Regions from separate parts of the Anas platyrhynchos genome. Here region 2 is linked to region 1. The links are chromatin contacts, called in public Hi-C maps. All regions are on one chromosome and are shown on one strand. Each heading gives the region's core, a stretch centred on a gene start, on an enhancer-like site or on the middle of the called end of the contact. The rest is flanking DNA. Distances are from core to core; before and after follow the strand shown.

The links. Hi-C and Micro-C count contacts between places; a contact is called where the count stands out from the background.
Region 2: a contact with region 1 is called in a Hi-C map of liver, with 3 times the contacts expected there. The contact joins two enhancer-like sites. A contact is called at or near these places in 5 of 8 Hi-C or Micro-C datasets (F5 follicle, liver, skeletal muscle and 1 more).

Annotation. Positions count from the first base shown.
Region 1 is chr1:55,292,509-55,296,206 of IASCAAS_PekinDuck_T2T, forward strand. It overlaps LOC119715660 (a long non-coding RNA gene), which reads left to right. Exons shown (of 4, transcript XR_005262945.2): 2 at 1-895; 3 at 1,071-1,163. Among named protein-coding and RNA genes, the nearest start is that of MB, 17 kb to the left of the region's middle. Within about 2 kb of position 2,148, at least 1 of the 8 cell types and tissues checked has an H3K27ac peak or open chromatin away from gene starts, as enhancers often do.
Region 2 is chr1:55,362,866-55,366,563 of IASCAAS_PekinDuck_T2T, forward strand. No RefSeq gene overlaps it. Among named protein-coding and RNA genes, the nearest start is that of MCM5, 10 kb to the right of the region's middle. Within about 2 kb of position 1,861, at least 3 of the 8 cell types and tissues checked have an H3K27ac peak or open chromatin away from gene starts, as enhancers often do.

The DNA of each region.
Region 1 (3,698 bases), core at 898-3,397:
GTTTGTTGTTGTGTTTTTTATTTTTGTTTGTTTTTGTTTCCCCCTCCCCCCCCAGAATATATCTGAATAATTGGGATTTGGTCTATGACAGAGACAGGAATGGGAAACATATTTGCCCACCCAAGCTTTAGAGAAAGCTTATGAATGATGTACCAAATATTAGTCAAGTAGCAGTTTGAGTCACACCTGGCACCACAGCACAGCTGACTCAAGAAGCAGTCCTCTGGGACACTACGCAAGGATAAATGAAAATAGAGAGAAACTCTGGCAGCGAAATCTCCTTTCTTCTCTGTTTCTTTGGGATGTTGTCCGCTGCATTACTGGAGGAGATACTGCTTGGTCTAAGTACAAGGGACCTCTTGCTCCCAACCCCCAAAGTAAATCCCAAAGTCATTTTCAAACCAAGACAGCTATCAAGATGGGACTCGTGGTTCATATTCTTTCTCCCACTGTTACTGTCCAATGTCCCGAGCCAGCTGCTAGCCCAAAAACATCAAAACAGAACTTACACTGGAATAAGAAGTGGGGTGAGGGGAAGGAAGTTCAGATCTTCCATTTCAACCTGCTCCTTGACCACAGACATAGCAGAGGGCTATGCAGGTCTGCATTCAGATGACTGGCTGAATAATTTCATTATACAGCATCTTCCCTAGCCTCCCACAAGGCGTCATTTGTCTGTCAAGGAAGGAAACATCATCCCTCCTCAATGAAGGGCCTTCGATTTGCTTGAAGAATTGCTTTTATCATATACAATTAGTGGAGGGCTGACAGTGTGTTTGGACAAGGTACAAAACACAAAGGGTAAACAGTCCCTGCTCCACAGAGACCAAGACAACTTTGTTGAGCCAGCTTGTTCTTGCCAGTGAGGCCTGCACCATGACCTTTTCCCAGTGAGGTAAGAGCAATCCGCTAGTAATGTTCCAGGGGCTTCACTCCACATGAGCGAGAAAAAAGGTAAAATTAAATGTGATGAGCATGACTGTCATTCCATAAGCTATCCTTCTGCTTTCTGCTGGGCATTCACTTTTGCATGGACAAAACTGAAATGGTTTCCACCATTTCTCTTGTAGGTGTAATGTGCTCCAGGAAAGGCCATTCACCTCAGCAACAGACAGGCTTTGGCTCATTTGCTTCCAAATGCTATCTATGTCCTGTTGCTCAAGGTAATGTGGCTCTATTTCATTACATTACCACATATACTCGTCATTGCTTTAAACTGTACAGAAGCAACACCATTCAGACACAAAATACACTCAAATGGATCTGCCTGTTCTTCATGCAACTCCTTTGAGTGGTCATAAAAGACAACAGTAGCTGTAGGTATAGGCACCATAACACAAAGGACTTCAAAGACTGATTAAGCTAGGTAGAAGGTGTCAGAAGAGGCAGCCTGAAGTGGTTAGAAGAAGCAGCCAGAGAGGGGAGGTGAAGAATGCAATAACACTGAATACAGTAATTCAGTTGCTGATTTAAAAAAAAGAAGAAGAAAAAAAAATCATAGCACATTGGACATTAGTTTATTAAGGGCTCAACTCGATGTTTGTAGAGGAAAATTCTTTAGCCACACTGTACTCAAGGACAGACAAGATGACCTCAGACTTTACAGATGATCTCTACTGCTTTCTAAAGCAAGCAAAACAAAACAAAACAACCTGTTTGTTCTAGTTTAAGACACGAAGTGCCACTATAGCACTTACAGTGACTGTCGTTTGAGTTATCCTAAAGGGGATAAAGGACTGGATGCAGACAAAGCAGGGTATGTGGAGCAGCTCCTTATGTTTTCAAAACATGAAAATGTGATTATGAGATGTGAGATATACGAAAAGAAACATGTCCAAAGAGATGTGATATACTAAGACATGCTATGCCAGAAGGTGTGTGTATGTCCACTGTGCAGCACAGAGCACAAGTTTGTATAAAAGATCCTACCAAGACTTGTCCAGGATACATTTGCACTGATGCAAACCCAGACTTGGATGTTGCTTTGATAGCAAGCTGCTTTCCAGAGCAAGGTAGTATTTTCTTCGATAGAAACAGCAGCACAACCTGAGGAACAGATAGAGAGGAGGGAATTTGCCTTTCCTTAAGAATTTGAAACAAACGAGGAGGGAGAAGGACGAGACGGCCCGAGGTGGGGAGGCGCCGCAAGATGGCGTCCTGCCGCCTCGCCGCCCGCCACAGCTGCCGAGGGGGGAGCAATGGCGGCCTCGGGTGGGCTTGCAGCGGGACCGGGCGGGACCTCGACCTGTCACCACATTTTTATTTTTTATTTTTATCTTTTTTTCCAGAGGCAGACTGTGAGAGATGGCATCTGAGCTGCCACGCTGATATTCGGCTTGGTGAAGCTGCACTGAAGCTCCTGTCCTGCCACACGCTGCCCTGTGGCTGGGTCTCCTCCTTGTTTCTGCAGCAGTGGTGATGCTTCTGAGCGGCATAAAGCTGCCTTGACTGTGTGATGTCCTGTAGTGAAATAATGTCGCGTTTCCTTGTGCAACAGGGCATGGTGTTTGGGAGAAAATGAGCTAAAGTCCCTGCCCCTCTCACCCCAGTCAGTTGCAGCTGCCTAAATGTGGCACGTCCTGCTCGAGGGCTAGGAAGGATGGGGATCTTTACTTCAGCACCCACTGCAGAATGGTAACACTGAGGTATTTGGGATGGACAAGCCCAGAAGAACGATGTGACACCCAAACACCCCAGCCATCCAGACCTGCCCAGCACGCATCTGCTCCCAGCACTTTTCCCTTCCTCTCTCCATGCATCATGCTGCCTTTACAACCTCTAAGTAATGCTTATGTATGAGGTATATGGGTATCTCTGCTGGGAAAAAAGATCTGCTTTGCAAACTCAGCTTTTTTTTTTTTTCCTCATTAGAAGTCATTTAAATTTGATGCAGGGACTGTACTTTCTAAGTGGTATAAATTACATCATTGCACTATCTCCTCCTATCTTATAATTCTTGCTTATCTCATCTTAAAACTTTTGGCTTATCTTTAGCATCCTTAACAGCACTGGAAAGCTTGCAGGGCCTGCTTTTGAGGTTTTCTGAACCTCTGCAGGTTTCCTTAAAAATAGATCTTACATCCACTGAATTACAATAGCACAAAAGGCTTTGGGGCAAAATACAGAGTAGGAAAAAAAAAAAAAAGAAAAAAAAAGGTAGCTTTTCTGCTACTAAAAGCAACAAAACCAAATAGTGGAGACTGCTCTTTCTAAGTAGAGGCTTTGGTGCATAGGAGTTTACTAATTCAGTTAAGAATAAAACAATTGACTGACAGAAAAAGTCAATAAAAAAAAACAACAAACAACACTTTATAAACTGCAGGAGACAAAAAGATTTTGGAAACATATTTTCCCTTAATTGGACATCTATTTCTGCATGGAGTCATTTGTGTACAGCATCCAGCCATATGGCTTTTGTTTGACAGTGAAATGATCAGTTCCTCAAAGTGTGAATCTCACGTGGGAGAGCCTCATCACAGCTTTGAAAAGGACTCCTGCCCTAGCAAGGCTTTGTCAGCAATTTCAGAGCGTGAAGATGTAATCTCTGTTGTAATGCTTAATTCTGTGTCATCAGATAATAGCCTTTTAATGGTGGCAGAGGTTTTGTGGGTTGTAGTGAGAACCCCAAGGAGGGGGGGACTCCCACGTGTCAGGTGCTGTGAAGGGATCTATAGCACGGGATCTGTTGCTTTTACAGG
Region 2 (3,698 bases), core at 611-3,110, 70 kb after region 1:
CCCCAACACAGTGCAGTAAAATGTTGGTGCAGCGTGGCAGTAGCAATGTTGCTGTGGAAACCATGATATTTTAATTGCCTGATTCAGGAGAAGCCAGGTATTCGGGCATTGTGTAACAACAGCTCTACTGCCAAAAGATCTGGCATGCAAGACTCTGCCACAGACCAGCCTGTGAGAGCCATGTGGCACTAGGCAAGCTGTTCTCCCTTCATAACCTTCAGTTCTCCCCAGCCCAGGCCATCACCCTTCACCGTCTGGGCCCCTACAGATGGCAAAGCAAACCTCCAGACTGGTGACAGCCTCTTGCACTCCATTTGGGCACAGCATCCTGGTCAGACCATCAGACACCTCCTCAACATGAAACACAAGTAGGTGGTAACTGAATCTTGACTGTGCTCCTTATTCTGACATGATGGTCTAGGATGGTGATATTGCCTGTATGCTAGATGACCCATCAACAGTCCCTCTAAAAAAATGAAAAATATCTCAAGCAGTGTGCATTTAACTCCTTACTTCTATTGACTAAGGATTTGATAGAGAGAATATTGACAAAGAACTCTTTAGTCAATAAAACTTCATTCTATGAAGTTCAACTTCAAGATCAGTCGAAGCCCACAAAGCACCAGGTGCAGCTTGAGACTTGACAGATTCCATCAGGTGAAGGTTTCCAGACAGGAAAGATGCCTACACATCTATTTATAGGTGTCTATTTATACCGCAGAGGTACTGGTTGCTGATGAGCGCACAGCATGTGGCCAGCTGTGGATAGACCTGCTTTCCACTGAGCAAGTATTTCATTGGTACTTTGATCAAAACAGGCAGATAATTCTGAGAGCCCAAAACTGTGGTACAAAAGGCACATAAATCAGGTATTTCCTGGCCATTTTGCCTAGAGATTTGTGCTTTCTTGCCAGATTTCCCATGCAGCAGTCAGAGAAAAGAAAAAAGAGAAAAAAAAAAAAAAAGATTACTAACAAAAGGGCTGGTGAAGTGAGGTAAAGACCAGGGAGAGGACATGGAACAGTTTGGCCAGATGAAAGCTGAAGGGCAGGAGGAAAGCAATGGCCAAGAAGCAGCAGATGGTCCAGGGGACATTCTCTGATGCATGTCCCTTGGTGTCCCATTTCTACCAGAACGCCCTGAGAGCTGATCCAGGACATTATTACCCCAGTGTCCTGCCTGCCTTTGAAGCTGGCAGGCCTGAAAACAGAAGCAGGAGATGCACTGGGAGCTCTACAAGGTGGCCAGGGACACATTACAATGGCCAGGAAGGTGAATGGGGGGATGGCCATGGAGGGGAAAAGAGAGCAAGCATGAGGCATGAGGTGGGGTGGAGAAGGAGAAAACGGGGTAACTGGCATTGCTGGGAGAGACTCAGAGCAGAGGTGTGCAGGAAGCGGTGGGGAATATGTTGCAAATGGATAGGCAAAATGGGATGAAGTGCAGTAGCAGGCACTTGTACTTCATGGCTGTGGGACGATGAATGGTTTGGGATTTTGAGGGAACCCAGCCCAGCATTAGGGGATCACAGACTTACTCAGACCTCCAAAAGGGACGGAAACTCAGCACGATACACTCCCCAGCAGACCACGTTGCAGGCACCCCAAGCTACAACACGTCTGTGCCTTTCTATGGGGTCTTTGCTTGTCTGAGGTCAGTGCCTGGTAGACCACGTCAGGTTGCTTCTCACGTTGCCCATATCAGCATATTGTGCTTGCCACTGTTTATCTTGCATCCCTGAGCAATGGCCCCTAGGGCTCTGCAGTTGGGTTTTGTTTTATTTTGCGGAGGAAGTGACACTCACAACACGCTCAGAGGTTATGTGGCTGCATTGCAACAGCTCTCATCTCACGCGGAGACGGAGCAGATCCGAGTGGTGCAGATGTGATGACTCAGCTGTGCTGGATTTTGCGGTAGTGGAGCTCCACCGACATTTCCCCAGAAACCTTCTGGTTAGCTTAGTGCAGGACAACAGGGAATTGAGCCTAGCGAAGCTGCCTCAGGGCCAGGAGCCCAACGCAAGCCTTCAACAAAGCCCTTCTCCTCCAATACCGCATTGCAGCACAGGAGAGGGAGGATCTGCACACCTCCTGTTTGGTGCCTATGATGCAGAAACACCCACCCGAGCTGGTTGCCCTGGCCTCCTCTCACAGTCAGCGGAGAGGGAACAAATGCTGTTAGGGCACAGCTCCTCTGGCCCAAAGAGGGGGACAAAGGGGACAAAGTCAGCTCTGTAGGCTAGGCGAAGGAACGCTGCACTGCTGAGACACGAGGTGGCTAAGCTTGTCTGGTTTCACTTGTTCTGTTGGCCTTGGAGTGAAGAGCAGGGGTTTTGGGCATCCAAGGACACCCGATGATTTTGTCCCAAGTCTCAGAGCACCAGAACATCAGTGATGGCTGAGAAGAATCACCTTCACCAGGAACATCACCTGTCCTTATCAAGTGGCTAGAAGCTGAGGAAAGGTCTGGTCTTCTTCACCAGGGGGACCACTGAACCCTTATGAGGGTAGATACTCCCACGAATTACCCCTCTACCTAAATGAGAACTGGTATTCCCCCCCCCCAAATTTCCATCTGCGGCGTGAATTCAAAACAAGCCTTTACTAATCAGCAATGCTGAGTTTGAAGATAATGTCAAAGTTGTGCGTAGCCCAGCTCCGCTTCTTGTGATGGAGCTGCATGCATTAATTGCTAAATAGCGTTGTTTCGAGCTGTATGTACACTTACATAACCTCGTACCATATAATCAACACATTTCGTAGCACGAAGAGATCAATCATTCTGATCCCCGTCACAGAAATACTCTCCCGCTCCGTATCATGTCATGAAAACAACCAAAAAGAAACAACAAAAAAAAATTATATGTGATCAACCTCCACACCTGCCACCACCAAAGAAGTGGCGGTGGTACTGGGGAGGGGTGGCAGGGGCTGCAGGATGTGTAGGGCACACCTGCTACGGTGCTGTGTGGGCTACATACAGCACGTGGCTGGAAAATAACCATAATACTATGGTTTTTTGGGGGCTGTGTTGGGTATTTGAGGGGACACAGTGCTTGAACAGGGCCATGAGAGCTTGTGAGGGAGGCAGAGTGCTTTCAGTTGGACATTGGCAATTTGGGGGATGTTGGGCTCCAGGGGAGGATGCAGCCCTGTTATTCCCAGTTCTTCCTCCCTGAGGGACTGAAGATCAGGATTTCTTCCCTATAAGGATGCAAAGTAAGGTAAAACAAAGGTGGCTGGGAGCATTGCACACCCCATGGCCCTACAGCAAGGAATTGGGACAGCCTGGGACCCATCACTGTGTGGAGCCTTTAGGACACCCTCCTCTCCTCTCCCATCCTCTGCAGGAGTCAGAAGTCTGAAAAAACAGCAGATAGAGAGCAGAAGACTGTTGCTCCGGTGGACAGCCAGCCCCACAAAGGCCAGTGCAGCCTCAGAAGGGACACCCCAACTCCCCAGCCAGCGCTGGCCCCAGCCCAAGCACACGATGTGCCTCTCCCAACACAGACACCAAAAAACACAAGGATGCTGTTGAGGCCCTGGAGGGTGCAGCCCAGCATCCTCAAGGCTCGAGTTCCCTCTGCTGGTTCTGAACACTTATTCCACTAAGGAAGCCTGCGTTGTGTGCTCCTGGGTTGGATTTTTTTTTTCCCCTCTCCAGTCTAAAGGGCTGTGCAAGTCCCCACTGCAGAATAA